3 separate regions of the Mus musculus genome follow, and regions 1 and 2 are each linked to region 3. A link is a contact called in public HiChIP or PLAC-seq and promoter capture Hi-C data. All regions are on one chromosome and are shown on one strand. The core of a region is the stretch at or near the end of the contact, and the rest is flanking DNA. Distances in the headings are between cores, read along the strand shown.

Region 1 (4,059 bases), core at 109-2,608, 300 kb before region 3:
AAACTAAGATGGCTACCCTGTGACTACGCCACGGAGAGCTCATAGGATGACCACCAGGTAGAAATGTTACCAGAGGCAGCACAGCACATGCTCAGAGAATTGCTCCCCAGTCGGAACTATGAAAAGGCTGCCCTCAACCCAGTCTCCCAGAACTTCCCCCACCATTCCAAACAGTGCCAGGGACTTCCTAAAATTCACCTGGTGCACATGAGTGCTCAAATCTCTCCACGGCTCTTTGGTACCTGTGGCATATGGAATATACATTTTTACCAGGTCACTCAGGTGAGGAAGGTAAGGGGTCTTTCCTGCTCAAAGTGAACAGCCTCCCCACCCAGAGTAGGTGCCTCCTCCAACTTCAGACTCTAGGGCCTTCTCGGCCAACTCTGGGACATTCAGGGCACTTTAAAGTTGGTCCAGCCCCTGTCGTTGATTTTCTCTTACACGTGTGACATGTCCAACACTAGTATGTATAGTCCTTGTGTTTCCTCACATCCTTCCACTGTCTACCATGTCCAGTTTCTGTGGCCTGGGAAGAACCACGACTTCCTGCATGCTATGCAGTCACTACCAACTGGATTACATCCCCCTAGAAACCTGCCTCTGCCTCCTGAGTGATGGGGTTAAAAGCATTGCCACCATGCCCGGCAGTAAGTGTCTGTCCTCTGCAGAGTCTTGTACTGTTCAACTCCAGAAAGCCCTCCAGAATTAGCTGTCACCTGCTTTGGCTCAGACTTTCCTGTTTGCCATCTGGCACAACGCTAGGCACATGACAGGTGTTTAATCAATACATGTGACAGGCGGGAATGCTTTGGTCAGTGGAGCGGATGGAGGCAGACTGGAGGAAAAGATGAAAGGGCGGGTTTTGCGCCTCTGGCTCTGCCCTGTCGAGCCAGATAAACCCCAAACATCTCCCCTCTGAGGGAAGGGGTCTCTCATTCAGGATGGGAGAGTCACGCTGTCCCCGGTTAACGGCCCACTTTCCCTGGGCCCTGAGCCACCGGATTCAGAGCAGAGTCACAGTCTTGCCCAGAGCAGGAGGTTCCTAAAAACTTGGAAGTGGCACAGGGACTCAGCCAGGCTGGCCGGGGTGGCCCCCGAGTAGCCTATCCCTGCGGTTTCCTTAACCCTGGCGAGGTCTCTCAAACTCTGGGGCCCCTCGCGGCCTCCCTGTCCCCGCTCCGCGCGCACCTGGCCTGCACGAACGCGACACCGGGGCCGCCCGCCGCTCCGAGGAGCTGCCGCCTCCGCGTCGCCGCCTCCATGGCCGCCACGCTCGGCCTCGCCTTCCGGGAGGAGAGACGGCTGCGCGGGCCGCGCGGAGCCTCGGCGCCCAACGCGGGGAAGGCTGGGCGGGAGAGAGGGAAGCGAGCGCGGGGCCCCAGGGCGGGCGGGAGGGGAGGGGAGGAGCTGGAGGCTGGAGGGGAGGAGGGAGGAGAGAAGCTGGAGGAAAGAGCAGGGGGAGAACTGGTGAAGGGAGGAGGATAGGGAGGGGCTTGGGGCAAGACCGGAGAGGAGGATGGAGTGTGGGGAGGAGGGAGGAGGAATGAGAGAGCGGAGGTGGAGGGAGACAGCTGGAGGGCGTGTTTTGTTTGAGAAGGAGGGGCCTAACTTATGTCCCAGAGGTCTTGGGTCTTAGTTGAATCTGCACTCCAGTGGGGAAGCCTGGCGTCTTGTTTGTTTGTTTGTTTGCTTGCTTTTGTTTTTTTCCTGGGTTCTCTGCATTTCTGCAGGAAGGAAGCCTTGCCTAGCCGGGCTTGAGGGTACTGGACGAAGGTGAACCGGGGACCTGGAATGACCAAGCTGTGAGGTCATCAGAAGACCCGGGGTCTTTGAGCCCTCCTTCCTCAGATTAAAGACTGCTCGATAAACTATCCACTGTGCTTTGATAGGTGAAGAGAATAGTGAATTCTCTCCTAGTTGGAGGACAACGAGGTGGTCCAGAATCCAGTCCTGGCGTTGGGGAAAGACACACACCCCTTCCTCATTCAATTGTGTTAAGAACCTCGTAAGTTCTGTGCAGGAACCTATGAGCCCTGTTCAGAAGCGCTTCTGTTCGTAGCTTCTGGTAATGGTGGAGGAAGTTCTGAGGGTTGTGTAGCCATAGAGGCAGTAAGGCCAAACAGGCATCACAGGAAGGATAGCTGACAGAGAAGTATGAACTGGAGACAGGAAAGAGCTCCAGGCAGAGGGAACGGCCAGAATTCCCCACACACCCACCCCTCCTCCTCCCACACCCTGTCCAGAGACTAGCTGGTATGGAGGAGTGGAAAGTTGTGTGAGAACCACGCTGCTCAGGGGAGTGAGAGACTGGCTGAGATGGGGGAGAGAGGGGTTTAGATTGGAGCCCCCAATCCCTGAGAACCTCAGGAAGGGCCCTGGCAAGAGACTGGCATATGTGTGCATTTCAGGCACAGCCCAGAGGCAGAACCAGAGATGGAGGAGGTGCAGCCTGTCGGGTACCAAGTTCTAATGAGGGTCCTGGACTGTATCAGTAAAGGGGGGTTGGGGGTGAGACATGCCCAGTGGTGTGGGAGCTATCTTCTTCGGATGCATGGCTGTAAGGGGAGAGGAGTTTAGATGTGACCAGGCGCTGCATCTAAGTGGGTGGAGCAAGCACAGGTAAATGAGACGTCATCTTTGGACCCACGAAGCTTTGGTTGGGTCAGGATGCTGTTGGACCCATGGGTGTGAAGCTCAGACGCCATGTCGGTCGGTAGGAGCCTGGCAGATAGATTGAGCCGCAGGAACATAGATGGCATCCAGAACCCAAGGAGACAATGTCCCAATGAGAAAAGAGAACAGAAGCCAAACATGAGAAGTATCTGCAAGGCACACTGTCTGGGGACCAGTGTCACAGAGGTCAGATAAATTGCTCGGCCTCTCCCAGACTCAGTTTACTCATCTGTAACAAAGGGTGAGCTATTTCATCTATAGCTTTGAGAAATGCATGAGCCTCTTGCAGACTATCTGGCTCTGTTGGGCTGGTTTTGTTGGAGAGCATGTATGCGTTCATGCACTTGTACATGTGTATGCGTGGTGTGGTGTGTGTGTGCACTCGTGTGTGGTGATTGTGTGATCTTGGAGATTGTGCACATGTACAGGCAGGTGCATGTGGAAGCCAGAGGTCTTCACTGGGTGTCTGTCTTGGTTGTTTCTCTTGTCTTTGGAGACAGGGATCTCACTGGGCCTGGAGCTTATCAATTTGGCTAGACTGGCTGGTCAGTGTGCATCAGAGATCCACCTGTCTCTGTGGATTACAAATGTGCTGCATACACCTGGGGATCCAAACTGGGGTCTTCATGCTTGTACAGTACCACTCTACCAACTGAGCTTTGTTATCTATATCAGCCAACTCCCAGACTGGTTATGTATATCAGCCTGTTCTGAGGTCCCCTTTTATGGTACAGGGGCATTGAACTCTGAATTTTTTTTTTTTTTAATGAAAGTTATTCTTCCTTACTTTGGTCAGACCTGCATGGACTGCTTGACCATGAGAGGCTGGGGCTCTCTGCCTCAAAATCATTCTCTTCAGCCCAGAGGCCACAACTAGATTGTTGCTGTGGTAACTACCAAATGCTACATTTGTTTCCATGCATTTTTTAAAAATTTTTCTTTATCTTATTTCCTTCCTTTTTTTTTTTTTAAATAGCATCCATGTAAACCAGTATAGCCTCAAACTTACTATATAGCTAAGGATGACCTTAAACTTTTTAAGTGTTTATTTATTATGTATAGTATTCTGTCTGCATATATGCCTGCATGCCAGAAGAGGGCACCAGATTTTATTACAGATGGGAATTGAACTCGGGACCTCTGGAAGAGCAGTCAGTGCTCTCTCTCAACCTCTGAGTCATCTCTCCAGCCCCGTCCTTAAACTTTTGATGTCTTTGTCTCCTCCCCAAGTGCTATTGAACTTTGCCCAGTTTCAAGACTCTCAGAAGGCAGCCACCTCTAGCCCAGCCCTCCTTCCATGGCTCTTTTTCTTTTATCTCTTTTATCTTGCCTATGTCATAACCAGAACAGGTGATGTCCTGATTTGGGAACAAACAACACCAACAT
Region 2 (3,868 bases), core at 1,174-3,673, 480 kb after region 3:
TGTCAAGCCAACCAAAATCATGCCCAAAAAGGTGGTTAGGTTGATTGCAAAAGGGAAGGGATTCCTGGACAACATTACCATCTCAACCACAGCCCACATGGCTGCATTCTTTGCTGCAAGTGACTGGCTAGTGAGGAACCAGGATGAGAAAGGTGGCTGGCCAATTATGGTGACCCGGAAGTTAGGGGAAGGGTTTAAATCTTTAGAACCAGGATGGTACTCTGCCATGGCACAAGGGCAAGCCATCTCTACCTTAGTCAGGGCCTATCTTCTAACGAAAGACTATGTATTCCTCAGTTCAGCTTTAAGGGCAACAGCCCCATACAAGTTTCCGTCAGAGCAGCATGGAGTTAAAGCCGTGTTCATGAATAAACATGACTGGTATGAAGAATATCCAACCACACCTAGCTCTTTTGTTTTAAATGGCTTTATGTATTCTTTAATTGGGCTGTATGACCTAAAAGAAACAGCAGGGGAGACACTTGGGAAAGAAGCAAGGTCCTTGTACGAGCGCGGCATGGAATCTCTTAAAGCCATGCTGCCCTTGTATGATACTGGCTCCGGGACCATCTATGACCTCCGCCACTTCATGCTTGGCATTGCTCCCAACCTGGCCCGCTGGGACTATCACACCACCCACATTAACCAGCTGCAGCTGCTCAGCACCATCGATGAGTCCCCAATCTTCAAAGAATTTGTCAAGAGGTGGAAAAGCTACCTTAAAGGCAGTAGGGCAAAGCACAACTAGAGCTCGAAACCAAAAGTGCATTCCAGCCTCTTCTGTGTCGCTCAGCAGCAGAGCTCAGCAGCACGTCGCACACTTTAAATGCTGTGTTCTGGGTTTGTGGGTCACAGCACTGTAAGAAGAGACCCTTAAAGTTAGTCTTCTGAAACAGTTGCATTCCACGGGGCAGGTGCTTAGAAAGGTATCGAGGAGAGCGCTCTGTCAGTGCACTGAACCAAGACCTCTGCCCTCTCATCATGTAGGCCTCCATGCAGAGTCACTCTCAGTCTGAGGAAGATACTGGTAAGTCACTGCTGCTAGCCTGCTGCCCAGCACTTACCTAAAACTTAGTATGGAGTGCTTTTAAAATGTGATTATTTATATTTATACTGAAAGCAGGCTTTTAGAAATCAGTGTGCTGTATTACAGTAAATGTGTGCGTATAGCCTGGATCGTGGACTTTTTTAAGTGTTTCTTTCCCATAGGTTCATTTCTTGAGAGGGAGTGAGCATTTGTTGCATTTGTTCAATTATATATGGAAAATATTTTGAATTATGGTTTTCTTGAACTCTGTATATCTAAACACAGCCCGTGTTCAGGTTTCACGGTCACATACATAAGCACAACTGAAATGAAACTTGTTGACTGCACAAGAAGTCACAGACATGCTGTGTTTTATGAAACGGTCTACAATCAGTCAAAGTTTGATAATCGTCTTCCCCACGTCTGCTCTAGTGCAGTGTGTCTGTATCACTATCTAGAAGGCTGCATTTCATTTCATACTATCCTTTAGTAGTCCTGTCCAATGAGAGGACATTACACAGAATATTAATTATAAGCCTAAACTTGTGACAGACTTGATGCTTTGAAATTGACCATTGGTACCTCCTCCTTAAAAGAGAAGTGTCGTGTTCAGGAGTCACAGTAAAGTCTCTCCTGCCTGGGTTGTCACCATTGCTTTTCACGTCGTTTCTGTCCTTGCTGTTTCTCTGAAGCTTAATTTTGAACGATTCCAGCATTGAAACAGAAAAGATGCTACTGTGTCTGCTGTCTGTGTGCCATCAGATCTGTAAGTGAGTTTCAGAGTCCTCATGCCATGGACAGTGTCTGCTGTAAGGCTCCGGGCATTAGGTAAAAGCAACAGGGATTGGTTTGCTCTGGTTTTTGTTTAGGGTGTGATAATATAGAGACAGTTGGGTAACATAAGCCTCACCCTTTCTAGGAACAAATAATGACACTTATCCATGCTGCTGGTCAGATGCATGTTAAAGGCGAGGTGGGTGATCTGCCCACACACTGTACTTCTGCTGAAAAATACACACACACACAATAATACATATGTAAACTATATCAGCATCAAAGGAGTCAGGAAAGAAGAGCTGTACTGAAGACAATATTAAACTGTTGAAAAATAAACTTAGACTCGCAGTATATATGACCACACCTTACTTCCACCTACAAGGTAGCTAGTGTGGTCAGTCAAACGGCTCCCCAGCTTTTACCTCTGTGGTTCTCACACACGAGGTGTTTCAGCAACATCTGAACATGCACATTTGTCTCAGCAATAAAAGCGAAGACTCCCTTTTATTTTCAGTTCCTATGTTGAAAACAAGCTGGCCCACCTGGGAACACTGTCCACTTCTCAGATTTGTTACTGGAGTGGCCCCGACTTCTGCTTTCTGTTTGCATACTGGTCTTCAGATGAGAGGAGTCAGTGAAATCATCGTGGAACTGATTTTGTGACAAACACCAGTGCCTTACCAATGTGGTTGTCCTTTTCCACTGAAGAGGGAAAGTTGGTTTGTTTGGGTTTGTTTTGGTTTCTGTTTCTGTTTTTGATGTAGAAATGGCAGTTCACTGCTGTTGCTTTTCCACTGCCTTCCACGTTGCAACAGCTACTTGACTTATCTTGTGATCCCAGAATCCCCTAAGAGGTCACACTGAGCCTGTGACAGCACTGTCAGTGCTTGGCTTGTCAGACGTGAGGGAGGATGCCTCTGTGTCACTGGGGGTAACAAAATGAGACTCTGGGTGTGCAGGAATTCTGCCTGTGAAGTGGGATCCACAGCATGTTCGACGGGTGGGAGAACTGGGCATGTATGGAGGAACACTGCCAGGGACCCATGCATTTTTGCCTCCAGAAAACTACAAAGTTCCCTAGGTTTTTAAATCATGTAAATGTTTACTTATCCTGAGTATAGAGAGAATGGGGAGGGTATTTTAATTTTTTGTTGTGATTCTTTTTTTTTTAAGGATATTGGTTTGGTTCACTTCTCTGAGTTAGCTTCCATGTTGAATCTGTCACCATTTCAGTAGTAAAACAGCCAAAAGTTTCTAGAAAAGAGCAGGTTTGACCTTTAGGAGTTACTGTATATAACGGCTTCGTTCAAGAGCCTCACGACATCTGTGAGGTGTGTAGAAATGTCACAAGCACTCTCCAGATGCAGGGCCTCTGTCTTTGTTGGTGTACAGACTCTTACCAAAAGCTGCTGGTTTGTTCTTGTAATTGTTTCCTTGCTTCTCCATTGTACATGTGGGGTATATGCCATGTGTCAAATATGCAATAATGTGTTTACTGGATGCCCTCCTGGAGGGTGGTCCTCTGTAAAGCTGTACAGCCTTTGCAGTTCAAGCACAATGTGCACATGTTAGTTTTATATACAGCAAAACTTGATTTTTTCAAATGGAAAGGTATTTTGTTTCTATACAAAGTTAAATGGGTTGTTTGTGCTTAATGTAAAGCTGCTTTATAAAATTGTAAAATAAAGTTTTTATCTCGAAAAGAAATGTACTTGGATATTTCTCTTCTCTTCTGCTTAGTTTGTGATTATGTGAACCCAATAAGCATTTGGCCAATATTTCTTTGAACCTGAAGACAGGGAACCAGAGTAATCTCGCAGGAGCCTTAGTCTGTGGGGGCCACAGTACACCAGACAGGTTCAGAACAGAAAGGGCTGCACTGCACTTGGTCAGGAACTGAAGCCCACGTCAGGGCTCTAGGGTGAGGACAGGTGGAAGTAGGGAAGGGACAACTTGAGCAAACACTCGGTTACCCCAGCTGGATGTGTGCATGCCCTCCCAGGTTACAGCTGGGAGTTCTGGGCTGCCTGTCATCCTTCTGTACTCTCCTCTGTAGAGTAATCA
Region 3 (4,334 bases), core at 886-3,385:
GATGGAGAAGCCTGGCAATGATGGTTCCATTCTCCTGTCTTAAGGCTCTCCTGTTCAAGACTACCATCCTGACATGGAATCCAAATCCTTCTGATAATGACCAACTGGCTGATGGGAAATGTTATGGGTCTCCTTTACATTTCTTCTGCTGATAGAACACTTATTTTGCTTGAATTGGTGTGTATGTGTGTGTTGCTGGTAATGGAACTGAGAGCCTTAATATGCATACTAGGCAAGCATGCCATCCTAGAGATACACCCTATCTTTGAGTATGTATGCATATGTGCGCATGTTTATGATGGCCAGAAGTCAACGATGGGTGTTTCTCCTTCCTCCTCTGCCTTTATTTTTGTTGTAATTGAGACAGGGTCTCTCTCTCTCTGAACCCAGGGCTCATTGGTTAGCTAGACAGGCTGGGCTGCAAGTTCCAGGGACCATCTTACCTTCACCTGATTCACACTGAGAATACAGGTATGCACTGCAATACTTAGCTGGGGATTTGAACTCAGGGCCTCAGGCTTCCCTGGCAAGCACTTTCACTGACTAATCCAATCTCCCCCGCTCCATACATCATCCTTGATTTGTTCCTGGTGACATTAAACTTTTCCTGGAGCCTTATGCATACTGGGCAAGCACCCTATCATTGAGATGCAGTGTGTGTGTGTGTGTCTCTGTGTGTGTGTGTGTGTGTGTGTGTGCTATGTACATGCTTGTGATGGCCAGAAGTCCACAATGGGTATCTTTCTCAAACATTCTTTGCCTTTAGTTTCGTTATTGTTGAGACAGGGTCATGCAGGAAGATAAATCATACCCAGGGGCCAGCTAGCTCCCTGCTGTACTGTCCCATGTGGAGACAACCCAGAGACTCTGAACTAAGTGTACAGTGGTTGGATGTCAGGTAAGGATGGGGTTCAGAGAATGAAGCCGGCATTTCTGGGGCGGGTGGGGGGGGGGTGAGGCAGTAAAGACTTGAGGCCTGGCATGACTACACCTAGGAGGGGTCTGGCGCAGAGCCAATGCCTGAGGCCTGAAGCTACATCTGCTCTCCCTAGAGACCTAGTAAAGTTGCTGCAAGGCCCCTGGAGACGGACAGGTGTTTATACCCTTCCCAAGATGCAGAAGAAGTTCAAAGATGGCAGCAGCTGTGGAGGAACTCTGTAACTCACAGACACAAGTCCTGGCTCTGTCACTGTGTCAGACCAGGTACGTCCCCCCACGAAATCTGCTCATTCTTAGGGATGCCCCCCCAAAAAACCCAAAACACCAACAAAAACTAAGATAAAACAAAACAAAAAAAACTGTAAATAAAAATATCGGGATCTATGCCAAAGCACTTTATAGTAGTTGTCACTGTGTGTAGTACTGTTCTAGAAATACAGCTGCGGAATGGAGCAGGCATCCTACCTCCCTGTTCCTGCACCTTCCTCCGGGGCAGGTGCTCACACTGGACTGCAGTGAAGAAACTCTGAGAGCAGGTGGCACACTTCAGAACCCCCGGGGGGGGGGGGGAGAGAGAGAGAGAGAGAGAGAGAGAGAGAGAGAGATGCTCCAAATACCTCATTCCCTCCTCCCTTCTCTGTGGTTGCAGCGGCTCCTTATCTGTCCAAACCGGTTTTGCCCAGGTACTCGCATGGCCATATTCAGGCAATTGTACTTGAAATTCCTGCAGCTGCTACAGGGTGTAGGTAACCTGGCTGGGATTTGCCTAGAGCAACTGTACCTGTCATCTCCCCAGTGATGTGAACACTCTTGAGGAGGGTCGGTCCTGCCTCTCTTACAGAGAGCTCCCCCTGTGTCCCTATAACTATAGAACGCAGGATCTGCAAAGGAAACCTCTAAGAAGCTTGCCACCAAGCAGAGAGCCTCTGGGCGAGTCTGGCGAGCCAACTGGGCCCAATGCCCCTCTGTCTAAGTACTTTACACTCAAGTCCTGCCACTTCCTATGTAACATGGACCACATTGGCCTTAGGCGAGCTCATCACTGAGATGCGAAGGAGTGCTTCCACGAGCCCTCCTGGCCACCCTGAACTCGTGTGGCAGCTGCGGGACCCGTAGCGGGTGGACTTTGGGAACCTCCAGGGGGCGACCAGCCCTGGGAAGGCATCTCCGGCCGCGCGCCGCGCCCGTCCAGCTTGTGACTTCACCGGGCGCCCGGAGCCAACGCGGCACCGAAGGCCGGGTCCCCGCCCACGGCCCCGGCCGCAGGTGCCAGGAGCCCGAGGGGGCAGCGCCTGGACGCGCGGGGCTGGGGACCGTCAGGCGCCCGGACTGCACTCCCGCCTCTGCCTCCGCCTCCTCTTTGTAGCGAGTCCCCGGTCGGTCCTCCCCGCCCCCCGCGCGGCCCGCCGCCCGCCTTTCTTCCTGCCTCGCCTTCCTGCGGCGCGGCGGCCTCATCTATTATAGATGCTCGGCCGCGGCTGACATCAGCCAGCGGCCTCCCGAGCGCGCGGTCCCCAGCCCGGCCCAGCCGCCTGCCGCCGCCCGCGCCCAGCCCCACCGCCCGCTTTCTGTATGACTGTCACAAAGGTAAGCAGCGCAGATCGTCGCCACGCTGGGGACCCGCGGGTGCTACAACCCCCCGGGCAGGGACTTGAGGGGCTTAGGAAGGGATCGCGCGCGCGCGCGCGCTCCAGCTCCCAGGAGTCGCTCGGCCCCCAGGGGACTACGGGATGCCGGGAGGGGATGCTCCTTTGCAGCTATCCTGGACGGTGTGGACCACATCACTGTGCGCCCCGGGACTGCATTTTTAACTCTTGTGGAAGGTGCTGCAATTTTAACCCCTGGAAAGCTGCTTCGGGCTGGCTGGCGCTCTGGGTGTCTGTCCCTCAGTGTCACGCGCCGTAAGGACTGAGGGATCCATGCTGATGATGCAGGGATGGGCTGGCCATGCTAGTCAGACACACAAGGGAGCTGAACCCCACCTGCCTGTCTTTGCCATTTACCCCAGAAGCCTGGGCCTGACTCCAAAGCTACCCTGTAGAGGCGCTGCCGGATCCCTGAGTGGCTGCCAGAGACAGGGAAGGTTCTACTGCATGGGGTGGGATGGGCAGGGAGTGTGACAGAGAGGAGCAGGTAGGCATCCTGGCAGACCCCAGTTTGGAAGAGGTTCTTGGACTTGTCACAGGAGCCCGGGTTTGTTGAAGAACTTTTTTGGGGACGTCTTCCCTGCCAATGGAAGAATGGAGTTAAGAGGAGAGACCGTTGGGGCAGTGGGATAAGCCCTGGGCCAAGGCAGATTTGAGTCTCTCTACGGAGAAGGGCTAGGCCTAGTTTGGGCTTAGGTTTCCTTTTCTGCAATGGGATAAGATGAGCCTTGGTAGTGGTGGGACAAACAAGTGAAGAGTATGAACTGTACTCTTCCCAGGTTCTGTTGGAGTGCTGACCTCACACCCTGGCATCGGCCTTAGCCGTGGATTTGGCCGTCTATACACCTTAGGCCAGACTCCATCTTTCCCAGATGCTCAGCTGGCTCTCACAGCTGAGGAGGTAGAAGCCAAGCAGGCCAGGCAGCCTGCTGTGGTCAAAGCCTTACAGAAAGGCTGGGCGGTCCATTCTAGACCCTTCTAATAAGCTCCTTACCCCAGCGACTTGCTCAGCCCGGCTCGGACTTCACTTCAGACCTTGTCATTGCCCTCAGTTCTGGGACTTGGGAGCTGTATGAGAATGATAACCTGAGGGCTCGGGGCGGATGTGCCTGGCCTTAACTTTGTCAAGCTAGCTATATCAAGCGGCAGGGTGCTTAGTGCTCTTAAATGAGCATAAATGCAGCTGGGCAGAGATGTGTTGTTATGGAGATTGTAAATGCCAAAGCTTCAGGCAGGTGGGGGCTGAGGAGCAATTCATGGGCCGGGTGGGAGCATAAGTGTTAAGGCTGAAGATGACCTTGCAAGGACTGACCCTGCAACCTCTCCTGTCTATGCACACGGATTCAGACAACTTTTCTCCCTTGAAGGTAAAACTGTTTAACTGAGGAAAAAGCTGAGATTCGGAGAGGTGAGGTGACTTGCCTAAGGTCACATAGCTAATATAAGTATGGCAGGATTCGGGTTTACCCTCAAGTCTGTCTCAGTCTCCTGCTGAGCCATCAGTCTGTATGACTGGGTGTGGGGCTTCCACAGCAGAGGGACACTGTCTGGGGGCCTAGGATGGTGAGATGGTGGAAGTGGGGCCCACGTAGCCCACTGTCAGACCTTCCCTTAGGTACGCGAGGATTATTTTCTAACACTCTGACACCTCCCTGCCCAGCCCCCAACGAACCCTTCCGTGTGTCTCTTGTCTCCTGCCGAAACCAAGGTGGCTTTGGCTTAAGCCAGATCAGAGGATTAAATAAAATC

Evidence for each region. Promoter capture Hi-C pulls out the DNA fragments that hold promoters and counts their contacts. HiChIP or PLAC-seq counts read pairs in DNA pulled down with a chosen protein or histone mark.
Region 1: a contact with region 3 is called in a promoter capture Hi-C map of the SN4741 cell line, with 4 times the contacts expected there. The contact joins the promoter of Cln6 here to the promoter of Coro2b in region 3. A contact is called at or near these places in 2 of 39 promoter capture datasets (the 3T3-L1 cell line and the SN4741 cell line).
Region 2: a contact with region 3 is called in an H3K4me3 HiChIP or PLAC-seq map of bone marrow-derived macrophages, with 5 times the contacts expected there. The contact joins the enhancer-like site here to the promoter of Coro2b in region 3. A contact is called at or near these places in 1 of 39 promoter capture datasets (liver), 5 of 484 Hi-C or Micro-C datasets (the N1E-115 cell line, embryonic fibroblasts, embryonic stem cells and 1 more), 1 of 115 datasets of contacts at active chromatin or transcription factors (bone marrow-derived macrophages) and 1 of 9 other capture datasets (adipose tissue).

The regions. Positions count from the first base shown.
Region 1 is chr9:62,836,084-62,840,142 of GRCm38.p6, reverse strand. Cln6 (ceroid-lipofuscinosis, neuronal 6) reads right to left here and starts at 1,358. Exons shown (of 7, transcript NM_001033175.3): 1 at 1,189-1,358. The coding sequence starts at 1,262.
Region 2 is chr9:62,056,891-62,060,758 of GRCm38.p6, reverse strand. It overlaps Glce (glucuronyl C5-epimerase), which reads left to right. Exons shown (of 5, transcript NM_033320.5): 5 at 1-3,515. The coding sequence ends at 748. Among named protein-coding and RNA genes, the nearest start is that of Paqr5, 32 kb to the right of the region's middle. Within about 2 kb of position 2,423, at least 34 of the 459 cell types and tissues checked have an H3K27ac peak or open chromatin away from gene starts, as enhancers often do. A contact at or near this core is called in bone marrow-derived macrophages, where this site is marked.
Region 3 is chr9:62,534,845-62,539,178 of GRCm38.p6, reverse strand. Coro2b (coronin, actin binding protein, 2B) reads left to right here and starts at 2,135. Exons shown (of 12, transcript NM_175484.3): 1 at 2,135-2,526. The coding sequence starts at 2,512. It overlaps Gm39352 (a long non-coding RNA gene), which reads left to right. Exons shown (of 4, transcript XR_870833.1): 3 at 391-898; 4 at 1,053-1,298.